Linked DNA regions of Sus scrofa: region 1 is linked to region 2. The links are chromatin contacts, called in public Hi-C maps. All regions are on one chromosome and are shown on one strand. Each heading gives the region's core, a stretch centred on a gene start, on an enhancer-like site or on the middle of the called end of the contact. The rest is flanking DNA. Distances are from core to core; before and after follow the strand shown. Region 1 holds the start of SIM1 (single-minded family bHLH transcription factor 1). Region 2 holds the start of PRDM13 (PR domain zinc finger protein 13).

Region 1 (6,242 bases), core at 307-2,806, 750 kb after region 2:
GAGGCATGTTTTGCAAGATTTTGATTTAGACAATAACTTTCAGTCAAGATGAAGAAAAAGTGAAACTCAAAGCCCCATAATGATTATTTCCTTCCCCCTATTTCCTCAAAAGGAAACAACAAACTCCCAACTTCCAAAATCAACAATAACACAAACCTCTCCGGGTCAAATAAGAGGTTCTTGTTTGTACACAAACAGGGTTCTTTCTCTTGGATTTTTGTTTGTTTAGTATTCTCTCCTTTACATCTCCAAATTCCCTTCCCCAACAAAGACATATCTAAAATATATTTTTAATCTGTGTATATTATTTAAATGTGGGTAAAGGAAAGAATAAGGAGATAGAAGAGAGAAGAATCCTCCTAGTGAATATAAATTGTTTTATACAGGACAGCTTTCTATGAAGGCTACTCTGTTCTCACATGTGAATCTTGACAATCTAAACATACATTTTAAATCATGTCAACATCTCAGCTATTCTAATTTCTAGGCCTTATAAGAAGACAATATCCCTAGAGATCTGTTTGCCAACCTACTACATAGAAGATAGTTTCTAAGTGGTCTAGTCATTTTAATTCAATCTTAGGATTAAGCCCAGAGTTGCAAATCACCAAGCCCCAGATTTAGTTTCAGAATCTGTAAACACCTCAAAAACTCAGAATAAATTTACTAAAAAGTAGTAAAAGGACTAGGTAAATTTAGGACATATTTGTTCATGGATATGCCTGTTCCTCATCTGCAGAATTACTGACATATAAAGAAAATATCTGGCTTAGCTAGCTTCATGTACATGGGTTTATCTAGACAAAAGAAAAATACAAGAATCTGGAGGTGTTCCTGCTTTAAGCTAAATACAATTCTAACAAAAGTAATAAAAAAAGAAAGTCATGTTTGGATTAGTTAGTATACTTTCATTTGAGCTTTATATCTAAGTGTTGACAATAGCACTGTTGGGCTGCTTCCCAATCAAACACATCTGATGGACTGAAGAGAAAGTGTTAATGGGGAAGTAGAAAGAGCCAGGAAAAGGCAACAGAAATTCTAAATCCAGAGAGCTCCTTAGTTAGGCAGCCATGCTAAACTTCTCTTTGCAGAGAGTGTGCATGTTAAATGTGAATGTAATTCTCTGCCCAGTGGTGTAGGTTCATTCACTGGCAAATCCTGTACCCCTTCTGCCTTTGAAATTCCATCTGGGCAAAGTCACTTACCTTCTGGGAACACTACTCTCATTTTGAGATAGCTGGTGGTGAGTCTGATTATGGATGCTTTGTCCAGCTGCGAGGTGATAGCCGAGGGCAAAGGCAGTAATTTAGCCAGTTCATAAAATTCACTGTTTTCCTTCTCCCTCCTAGTCCGGGCAGCATTTTTGGACTTCTCTTTCATCGTGTCTCGTTCCCCCTTTCTTCTTACAACATAAATTCCACAGATTCATCCAAAACCAAAAATAAATTTTCAATTAGAGATCACACTTGGCAAAAACATAAAGCATACTCTGGTGAGACTGAAGTCTTTGCTTCAGTGTTCTGATGGTGGTAAAAGACCAACTCGGCGACCAGAAAATACTTTCTTTAAAAATCTGGGATGCGAGTAGAGGAAAGTTGCAGATCCACGGCAATTCGGGCAATCCTAGGCTTCGCTGGGTATCAAATGTTGGCGGGACGCCGGAACAGCCAGCCTGTTCTTCGGTTCCTCGCGGCGAACCCGGGTCCTCGGGAAATCGACATAATAATCCCCGACGTTTGCTCTCAGTCCCACGGCCTTTGAAGCGGCCCTTTGGGAAGAACAGGAATGCCGGACAGCTCTTTCAGGCCACTGTGAAGACAACATCAGAGCGTAAGAGATCTGCAGCTCCACAATCACTCACGCGCTTTCCCGAATTCCGAAAAAATGGCCGGGAAGGGCCTCAGCGCGCCTCGGCTTTCCTCGCCAGGCTTGGTGTTTTGGTTGGTTGGTTGGTTTTGCTAAGATATGGAGAAATCAGCAGCGAGACTGAACCCCCTGTAAATACTGCTCGCATTCTCTCACCCCTGCCAGACACATTCTCCGGCCCCCTGGGAAGTTGCCCAAACAACCAAACGCAGATTTTGGAAGACCCTCGGGAGCCCCCTCGGCCGCGGGTCCCCGTGCCCGCGCCCAGGCCAGGCGCACATCCCAGGAAAGCAGGTTTCCGCAAATCAGAATTCCTCCAGAGCGCTCGGGCGCCTTTCTGTCCCCCCACTTTGGCAGGTCGGGAACTTGGCTCTTTAACTTGGGTCTCAAGTCTCGGACATTCCTCAAAAGTGGCACTTACACATCAAGTCCCTCGGGACTGCCGAGGAGGCGACCCCGCGCTCTCCTTGCCCAGCAGGGGCGGCAACACGCGGGGCACGGCAGCGCCAGGTTAACAGGTGGCACATTCACAACAGCCCCTCACAGGCACCGCGGGGTGGGAGGCGCCCGGCCTCACCCCTCCGCCGTAGAGCTGCGGGCGCCGCCGGGCGGGCGCCGCCGGGCGGGCGCAGGGCGTCTTCCGCTTCACCTACCTTCAGTCCCCGCTGGCGGCAAGGCGTGCGGAGGCGCCCACCTTTTAACTGTACTCATGCCTACCGTCCAACTAAGCCACTCCGCGGGCCTCTCTGCTTCCCACCCGCAGAGAGGAGCAGAGCGCGCCTTGACTGTCTTTTCTTTTCTTGGTCATGAATTGGGGGAGGGGTGCGTGGGAGAAGGAGGAGGGTGTTGGCTTTGGGACGGCTGAGGTGGTTCTAGAGTCCTCCTCCTTGGTAGTTGCTACGAAGCCAATATTATCCCTAATTGGAAGCCAAAAGCGCCCCCCTGTAACTTCTTTATGGCTTATGGGGTTTAGCTTCAACTTCACTCCCGGGCTTCTTCTCTCCCGCCCTCCCTTGATGCCACTCACAAACCTCCTTGCTTTCCATTGGCCTGGCGCGTCCCGGGGCATCACGCTCATTGGCTGACCAGGCTGAGTGACGCGAGCAAGCCCCGCTCCTCCCCCCCATCCCGCCCTCCGGAGCTCCTAGCTATCTGCTTGCTTACCCGCGTGGCCGCGGCGCTCCTAATGAGACCAGGGCACCGGTGTCTGCGCTGCCCCGCAGCCGCTGCCGTTCCCAAACTCCCGGGCCCGAGGGTGATGTGCAGGACCCGCGCTCCCCACGCTCCCGTGAACCGAGCGGCTGCGCCCTCAGCCCTGAGTGCCGGTCTCCCAAAGCGGCGGAGAGGCCGTGGGGCCGCAGAGGTTGGGCCCGGTGCCTGGGGCGCCCGGCAGGAGAGGCAGGAATAGGCCAGGCTGCGCGCTGCGTTCGACCAAAGGCCCACCAGGCGGCCGCGTCCTTCCCGAGGGCAAGTCGCGGAGCCCACAGCGTGCGCTGGCCGGTGTTAGGTTATATTTCCTCTTTCGCCTTTCTCTGAAGCCACAGCGACACCGAATTCATCGCCAGAGAATTGTTTTTAAATTAATCCCAAAGAGGAGCGTCTTTTTCGAAGTGGGTCGAATTTGGGGGCTAAATTGTTCATCGTTGAAAGCTCAGTCATGGAGTTTTCCTATGGGAGCAGATAGGGGACACTAGGGGAAAAAGAGGTTACGATTCAGGTCAAAATAGGGTTAGATAGAGTCGTTGATAGAGAAGTAGGTATCTCGTAACAATGCGTTATCTTAAACGTGAGCGAAGACTTTTTGTTGGGTTTTGTTTTAGGAAACAAAAGTCCAATGTGAATATTCCTTACAGAAAGGATACAGCCTGCATAAATGGATTTACAGCATTCCTTTATGGGAGCCAATTAAATACGCTAGTAAGTATGATTGCTGACAAGTTATATTTAAGAGAACCTCTAATTTGAATCGCCTTCTCTGTCATCTGAGGATAGACAACAGATAGCAACGGAAAAAGTTCACTCGACCTGGAAGACAATTATAGCTGCTTACGAATCATTCCATACAGATGCGATTCCCTGCTTGGTTTTGGTGCTGCTGATAACCACGATTCTGCTCCTGGAGGTGGACTTGGAGGTAGCTGTTTCATCAGCGATAAAAGAGTGAAAATACCAGTCATGTTGCACTCCTATCATTTGTGCCGCTAATTGCCTCTAAGAAAACATATACTCTGAAGAGGATGGTGTGCCATCCTGACGATATTCCGAACAACTTTAAGAGCATTTGTTCAAAAAGACATACATCTGCCACCTCCTTGCTGCCCAAGGGCCGTAAGCTCCCAGAAGGACATTTTGGGGGGTATTTACACATCTGGGAAACACCTGGCAGGAGAAGGTGGTGAACGTTCTGGATAGAAAGATTAAAAAAAAAAAAAAGAAGAAGAAGAAGAAGAACTAAACAGAGATTTTGTAGGTGTTCCCAAACTGGAAGCCAGAGAATGGGCTCTAACCTAGAAAGAGGAGTCATTTCCCCAGAAGCTGTTGCCACTTAGAAACCTGGCTCTGGGCAGTTCAACCAAGCAATGCACTCAACAAGAGATGCGGAGGGATATGGAGTGTACTGTGGCTCCCTCATACACCGGATTCCAGAAAGACCAGATAAGATCAAGTTTACTAATAACAAGAAAAGGAGGGGAGGGTGGAAAGGGTAGGAGAACCTTCCCGGAGACCCTTCTTTCTCCCCAACCCCCTGACCCCCAATCTGGACAGATCTTAAGGGTAAAATGGAGGGGCCTGACGAAGCAATGGCACTTCAGGGGTACAAAGCAGTTTTCTCTTCCAGCTGTGTTCTAGAAAGGATTTTAATTTAAGTCGATGGTTATTGTAAACCCTATCTCTACTTCAAACAAAAGTGCAGGTGTGTCAGTGCTTTTCTTCTGCCTGAAACCCTTGCCTGGGGGCAGGGACTCTGAGTGGTCAGGCAGTGCCAGGCTCCCCATACAGAGTGCGTTTTGAGCGGAAAACCAGTGTTTTGCAATCAGAAGCAAGATAGATGGGCAAAATGAGTATGGATGTCGTCGCACCAAAGACGACGTCGGAGGTGGGGGCCAGGAAGGCTGCTCCTGCTTCGCAGTGAAGCTCAGCAGTCGATGAACCGAGTGGGTGTCCTTTAATAAACAAAATGAATGCCCGGCCATGTGGTGACTGTCCCCTCGCTAAGTCCTCCGCACACAACTGTCTGAGCCGCGTTTACCGAAAGAGTGAATTAGCATGGCGATGTAACACCTGTTTTTCTAATCTTTGAACCCAGGCTGGTGCGGAAACGCGGCTCCGTCACTGCCACCGCCCGGCGCGGGCCGGGCCCCGCACCCTCCCCGCCGCCCCGCCCGCCGCCCGGCGAGCACCGCGCCTGCGGGGCGGGAACCGGAACCTCGGGTGCCTCCCACGTGCTCCGAGGATCGCTGTTCGCCTCTAGCAGGAGAAAATTTACATCAGTTTCTTGACGCTGAGACTCTAAATCTATCCACCTCTCTTTGCTAATTAAGGGGCAAAGTCCCAGCAAGGAAAAAGACAGGCACACGCGAACCACCAACACCAAACTGGAACCCTAAGAGTAGCTAGGCCGCCGCCTCCTTGCGTGGGTGCTTCACACTACAGCCCTCAGACGCTCAGGCACTGTCTATGCGGCCCAGGAACATGATCCCAACGCGGGGGGTGGGGCAACAGGAGCGGAATTATAAACAGATACCTTCCTCCTCCCTCGCCACTAAGACTTTCCCTGGCAACACCAAGCCCCTCCCCACCTAGGAGGGCACACAGACTAGAATGACCGAGCATCGTACCCTGGCCTCTTCTCCCGCTGGCATAACCCCAGGTATTGCCCGCATGGATCCCGCCCTCAAGAGGCCTGGACTCCAAGACTTTCAGGGGTCCAGGGCTCACATTCTGCCGGCAAAGTGTGCCCGCCGCAGCCAAGCCCAGAGCCGAGAACCTACATGCCTGTGAGTGCGGAGTCCAAAAGGAGTGGGCCTTCTAAGTGCAGCCCGCCTCCTCCTACGTCAGCTGGAGACCAGACAAGAGAAGCTGAACCCTTAGATTGTAAAAGGAGGGTACGCCCTGAGGAATTCTGGTACAAATCGTGAGCCGGGTTTCAGCAGAGCGACCCCGACCCCAGCTTCGGGCACAGACCTCTGTCCCTTCTCTGGTGACTCTTTTCGCGCCCTGCTACTTCAGCATCTTATCAAAAACCAAGGTGATCTCTATCTTCCACATCACCTCCTATAACGTTAAAAAAAATGAAAGACTCCTAGGGACTCACACATGTACTTTTACACTCCATATCACATACGCACAACTGTACAGAGCACACAGGCACGGAT
Region 2 (6,526 bases), core at 2,465-4,964:
CGCCGCCGCCCTATTCAGACCTGGCCTTAATGTCCCACCCGCGCCTCGGGGGCCGCGCAGCTGGTCCACACTGACCCGTCCGCCCGGCCGGCGCGGACACCCTGCGGGCGGGCGAGGGGGCGCGGCCCCCTCCACCTCCGGCCCAAACTCGACGGAGTCCCCAGGCATCTGCCACCCCCGCGGTATTGCCTGGGGTCCCTAACCCCGCGCGTTCCCCCTATGCCAAGGTTCCGGACTCTGCGGGCCTGCCGGAGTGAGGTTGGTGACTCCCAACATCCGGATCCTCAAGGCCAAGGGCCACGGAGTAGCCGACTTGCGGCCCCCGCCCCCACCGCCCCCGGAAATCTGAAGACTAGGGATTTGAGCCCCGGAGACCCGCAGCTCAGCGCGAGGTCCTACCCGGGCTTTTTTTCTCTAGGCGGAGCCCAGCCGGGTCACACGTGCGCGGCGCGGTCAGCGTTTCTAGTCCGGCGCTCGGACGCCACCAGGCGCTGGCAGGGGCCGCCGCCAGGCGCAGCCAAGCTGAGCTCAGCGGCTCGGTGGGGGTCGGCCCCTAGCGGTCCCAGGCTGCGGTTCTTCCGCGCCCACACCTGGTTAAGGAAAACCTGTTACCGGGGAGGCGGACTTGATCTCGTAGTTCCGCCGTGGGCAGCGAGCAGGGCAGCCTCCAAATCCTGCCTGGCCCTGCACCTCGGTGCAGAAGGGATTTCGCTTTAACAGGGCCTCTGGACGCCCATTTTCAGTCCATAAAAAAGCCGAGTGGAATGTTTTGATTGAGTCTCAACATTGTCTTTGACTAAGGCTGAGACCATGTAATTAATGTGTCTTTTTAATAAGGGACAATACGGCCGTTCAAGCTATTTAATTTCATTTAATTTTCCATCCCATTTGCTGCACAGCCCGCTTTTACTTTTAACACCCAGGCTTTCACGGCCCATCTTGCTCCACTGGGCACATTAGATTGGTTTCACCCTTGCTTTTTAGGGGAGGAAAAATAAAAGAAAATGTGTTCCTTTCCTCCTTTGTGGACAATTTATTTCACTTGGGGAACTTCAACTCTGAGCCACAGGACAGAATAAAACTGGGCGAGCTGGTGTGAATGCCTCTGGCGCAGTCCCTTTCTTCTCGAGGGGCTGGGAACCAGCCACAATTGGCTATATTAATAAATAACTTTCCTCACAGTCGGCCTTTACATGGTCCTATTGATAAAATTGTTCGCGTGTCGTTCACGCTTTTTCACTCATTAAGGAGGGCCGGGGAGGAGCCCCAAACTCAGGCCTCACGCTCGCCCCTTCCCGCTCGCAGTGCTGGTAATTTAAACTGAGTGTCATCCCGGAGTCGGAGTCGCCAGGCCAGAGGTTAGAGGGACATGTTCATGGCTTAAATTTATTGCCCTCCACTCTTCGGAGCGGCTTCCTCTCCTCCTCCCCTCCCCCTGCTTTTGCCATTCATGGGCCGCTGGATCAAAGGCTCCCTCCTCTCCGTCGAGGGCAGCCTTCCTGGCCCAAAGAGGGGCAGTTGGAAGGTTAAGAAGGAAAAAAAAACAAAAAACAAAAAACAAAAAAAACATCAGTAGCATCTCCTTCAGAAAGTGGCGCTGGACACGGTGTGGATGCACGGATAGAGCGACCGCAGCATTTGGCGGCCCAGCCCAGTCTAGCGGCTCTCTTTTCCGCCCCAACTGCACGTCTACACAGGCCTTGGAGTTAAGATCGTCCATCCCTGTATCACCACACTGTCTGACTTGAGAGGAGTAGACTTGAGACCCTTGACCTGGCCTGACCTGGCCCTGTTACACAAATCGCGAGTTTCGGAGCGTCCTAAATTCATGCACCTTATAGATCATTGCTAAGGACCTTCACACAAATCCTAGTGAACAGCGGGGTGGATGCCAAGAATCTGCATCACCATTCCCATTTCACGGATTAGGAGATTGAGGCTCTGAAGTAATACCCAAAGATGCTCCGACTCTTGAGTGACAGAGCTGACTGAACGACGTTGAGTCTCCTGACATTGTCCAGTATTTCCAACGCAGGTCTCCATCGAAGGGTACCACAGGAGCTTCTCTGCGGGCCTTGTGGGACAATCTAAATTACAGGTGTCGCCACCTTGCGTATTGTTTCTGTCATTAATCAGTGTCATCCCTGCCAGCGGCCAAAGAACCGCAAGGCCCAGGGGCAGAGGTGGGTGGAGATTGTGGCGTGTCTGTAGCAGGGAGTCCTGCTGGTTGGGCCTCCAACACCAGACCCGAACCCGGAGCCACTCAAGCCTCTCTTGAAATACTGGTCAGTAAGATTTGGGTAGCAGCGCTCGGGTCGAGCAGCGCATGGCAGGTGCAAGCAGAATTGTCACAAATATCTAATAAACTCGATCACTCGGCTATCTTATGAAAATAAATGTCCTCACATGAAATCAGAGGTATCCCCTAGAAGAAAATGAGGAGCATTCTGGTTTAACTACGAAGTACCCAGTCTCCCAGCTTATGAGCTGGGCTAAAGGAAGGAGTTATCAGGAGTTATCAGCACCCACCCTGCCCTCTCTTCTGTGACTTTTGTTAAAGTGCTTTAAAAAAAAAAACTTTTTTTTTTTTTTGGTTATTGGGAAATTAGCCCCAAGGAATTCTTCCTCGTTTTAAACTTAAAGGCAAATTATGACTTGAGTCGGCTGGTTGGCCTGTGGGGAGATGTGCTTAAAACCCAAAGGCAGACCCCCTCTTCAATCCTCCAGTGCGGTCAGGGCACGCGATCCCCCCCGCAAGGCTCGGCCCTGCGGCCGCTTCCCATTCTCCAGATAAAGTGCGGGCCGGGGGTGCACCCGGGAGCAGAGATGCACAGCTGACCTCGTCTCCCCAAACTGGTCCCCACCCTTCATATTTCGTGGAGAAATTGGACAGAAGGAACGATAAAGCGGTTCTAAATAGACGACTGGCCTGAACCCAATCCCCTGAAATGGTAATATGGTCGTTATTTAAAAAGTGTAGGTATTTTCTGGTGTTTTCCCATCAAGTACCTGCCTAATTTCTGTATGGCACACGCCAGAAATCAATAGAAGTTAACAAGTCCTCCAAACAGTCCCCATCTCTTTGTTTAATGTCCTTTACAATAAAGCCAAGGGGAGAGAATTAAAAATCTTTGAAGTAGACCAAGGCTCAAAGGAATCAGCCAAGTAGACTTAAAGTAGTCACTTATTTCCCAAAACTGGTTTGTCGGTGAACAATAAAAGGAAGTAAAATTTATGGAGAAATTATACAGTGGATTTGTCACTTAAAATATCGTAACTGTCTCGAGGACAATACCCCATGCTGAGGATTAATGGTCCCGCCGGACCTTTGATTCACCAGCGCCTTTTCTTCGCCCTTGACAAATTGGATTTTTAGGAATGGGAAGGTCGCCTGGACCATTGTGCGCCAGCCATTCAGAGGCCTCGATTATGCAGGGGGCTGAGGGAACCACTCCATGTGACCCTCTCGGGTGGGACTCTGCAGCTGCTCCACAGCGCAACTCTCTCACCAAACTCCGCGCCCTTGCGTTCACCGTGCCAAAAGGCGCCCGCCCAGATTGAAAAGGCGCAGTGCATGCCCTGCCGCGTCACTCCGCGGGCGGAGGACGCACGTCGGGGCGCGGCTAGCGGGTTCTCGGGCGGCTCGGGATCCGTCACTCGCGCCCCGCGGAGGCTCCGGTACGCCCGAACGCCTGCCTGGCGGCGGCGGCAGCAATGCACGGAGCCGCCCGCGCTCAGGCCACCAGCGTGAGTGCCGATTGCTGCATCCCGGCCGGCCTGCGCCTCGGGCCGGTGCCCGGGACCTTCAAGCTGGGCAAGTACCTGTCAGACCGCAGGGAACCTGGGCCCAAGAAAAAGGTATTAGCTATTCCGACCTCAGCCCTCTGCCTTTCGCCTCCCCTTTGCCCCGGCCCAGGAAAAGGGTAAATAGGGCTAGGGGAGGGGAAGGGTGATTACCGTTACCTGACAGTTGTGCCAGGTGCAAGGGGATTCCGATCATTCCTCACAAATCGCATTAACAGAGAGCTGGGCATGGGCCGGGCTAGGGGAGAGGATGTGGCTGAGGGGGACAGCCTCTGGGTAGGGTGCATGGGTCTCTTTATGTGCCAGGATCACTCCGAACCCGGCGTTTTCCTCACAGCGCTGGTGTCTCCTTCCCAGAGGTGGACCTCCATACCCCTTCCCATCTCTCTTGGCAAATATACTTTTTCTCTGTTATACAACGCAAAGGCGTTGAGGATTTTTTTTTTTTACCTCTGCCCCCCAATAAACTAACTTGAGGCTTAAATTTACCTTCAAATAATTTAATATCATCGCCTCTGAAAAAATTATCCTTAGGAAACTCTTAGTTCCTAGAACCTCCCCAGGTGTTTCTTTCCGCGGTGTCTGCTTGCAGATTTGGGATGAGTGGAGAGAGGTCGCGCCAGGTGGTGGCTCTGACGCGGGCTTCGGGGCGAGGAGAGCCCACCCGCGTGGGGTGCCGGGGAGGGGCGCCTGCGGCCGGGCTCGGAGGGGCCAGGATCGCAGCTGGGAGGCGTCGGGGCCAACCCGTCAGCTCCAACTCCCCAAACAGCATCTCGACCCTTGACCAGAGAAAGGTTCTGACAGGCCCCCGCCTTCCCTGAGGCATCCCAGCGGGCGAAGGTCGGTCAACCCGCACCGGGAATGAAGTCCGGTGGCTGGGAGAGGGGGGGAATGGGAAGAGGACCTTTAGCTTGGAGCGTTCTAGTACGGAATGCTCTGGAGGCCCCGCCGGCGGGACCTGCATCTGGCTCATCACGGAATCGTCCCCTTCCCTTGCGGACTAAAGCCCAGCTCGCCGCGCACCACGCCTCCTTCTGTAAACGCGCTCTAATTGCTTTTAAATGGCCGGTCGGCCAGAGGCCGCTTTGTTCAGACACTTTCGCCGCGGGGCTCACGGGCACCTCCGCACATCGTCTTGGTGTCGCAAGAATGGGTAGGAAAGAGCGGGTGCGGGACACCCTGCGTTCTCGGACTGACTTCGTAATGTCTCTGTCCTGGTATCGGGGCTGCTTTCAGAGTCCCGAGAGGGAAAGCTGAGGTGGGGGGCAGGGAACGTCTTGGTACGAGTTGCGCGCTGGCGCTGGGGAGGATGCTTTCACTGCCCTTCTTGTCGCAGTTAGACAAGACGGGGGGACTGTTATACGTGCCAGCCTCTCCTCTTCCTCCCTCCCCCAAGCAAGGGTCATAAGGACTTACCCCCCCCCCCCAGCAGCCCACAGCGATCTGGCCAAAGCGAACACGACCATTTTTGTGAGTCGGGTGGGGTGGAAGCTACGCTTTCCCTCTCGGTTGTGGGCCTGGTCGTGGCGTGGGGGAGAACGACCACTGCTTGTGTTGCAGGTGCGCATGGTGAGAGGGGAGCTGGTGGACGAGTCCGGGGGCTCCCCCCTGGAGTGGATAGGGTTAATCCGGGCAGCCAGGAACCCCCAGGAACAGACTCTCGAAGCTATTGCAGATTTACCCGGAGGACAGGTACTGTGGGCTCCCCCCCCCCAATTCTACCTACCAAACTGGCATTGAGGCGGCCACCAATATCAAAAGCAAAGCACTTTAGCTAGAGGTCTCATTTAAAAGTCCCCAAACCCTATAAGGTAGCTACTATTATTTTTCTCCTTTGGAGATCCAGAGAGGCCCGATAGCTTTTCCAGCGTCACACAGTTTCAGAGCAGGAATCGAATCTTTCCTCTCAGTTGTTTTTTGACTGATTACCCAGGAAATGACAGCAAGCTGTCCTGTTCCTTGGTCTCAGATCTTCTACCGAGCACTTCGAGACGTCCAGCCGGGGGAGGAGTTGACTGTGTGGTATTCCAACTCCTTGGCGCAGTGGTTTGACATCCCCACGATTGCAACTCCGACGCACGACGAGAAAGGTACCGCCTCTGAGAAGGCCTCCTGGACAGGGCGGCTGGGCGAAGGTCCAGCCTTCCTCTGGTCTTTGGGCGAGTCCCCAGACTTGGAGGGCCTTTTTCTTGCGTTGTGTAAAACTGAATTCACGCTCCCTGTCGGATTAGGCAGAGACTACGTCACCACTACTTGAAATAAACAGTAAATGATAACAACAGACAATCATAATCTGGCTTGAGGGTGGTAGGGAAAAAAATACACTTCATGAATTTCATGGGGGTCATCCTTTCCAATTGCATGCCCAAAGAAATAGTTTCTTACTCACTTAAGAATCAATAAAGATGCCCAAAACATGTTACTAGAGAAACCACATCATAAGCTCCAAAAAGTGTAACTCAAACCTGGAATGCTTTTAGAAACTGGAGGGGCATCTCTTCACTGGTTTGGAGAAGAGTAATGTACTTCTACAGCACTTTAGATTCATTACGGTGCTTACAGCTGGTCAGTTGGCAGGTACTGAGGCCCTACCATTTAAATGGTATTTATTCATTTCCCCCTCCCTACTTAAATTGAAACTGGGATGTATCCCAGTTTCTTCTCAGATTTATTTGATCCCTTCCAAAGCCCAGAGCGGATTTATGCAAATTAAGGTGCAGGA

The links. Hi-C and Micro-C count contacts between places; a contact is called where the count stands out from the background.
Region 1: a contact with region 2 is called in a Hi-C map of brain, with 10 times the contacts expected there. The contact joins the promoter of SIM1 here to the promoter of PRDM13 in region 2. A contact is called at or near these places in 6 of 47 Hi-C or Micro-C datasets (brain, embryonic fibroblasts, epiblast stem cells and 3 more).

Annotation. Positions count from the first base shown.
Region 1 is chr1:67,291,580-67,297,821 of Sscrofa11.1, forward strand. It overlaps SIM1 (single-minded family bHLH transcription factor 1), which reads right to left and starts at 1,557. Exons shown (of 11, transcript NM_001172585.2): 1 at 1,206-1,557. The coding sequence starts at 1,380.
Region 2 is chr1:66,535,347-66,541,872 of Sscrofa11.1, forward strand. PRDM13 (PR domain zinc finger protein 13) reads left to right here and starts at 3,715. Exons shown (of 4, transcript XM_021074969.1): 1 at 3,715-3,858; 2 at 5,365-5,496; 3 at 5,774-5,894. The coding sequence starts at 3,715.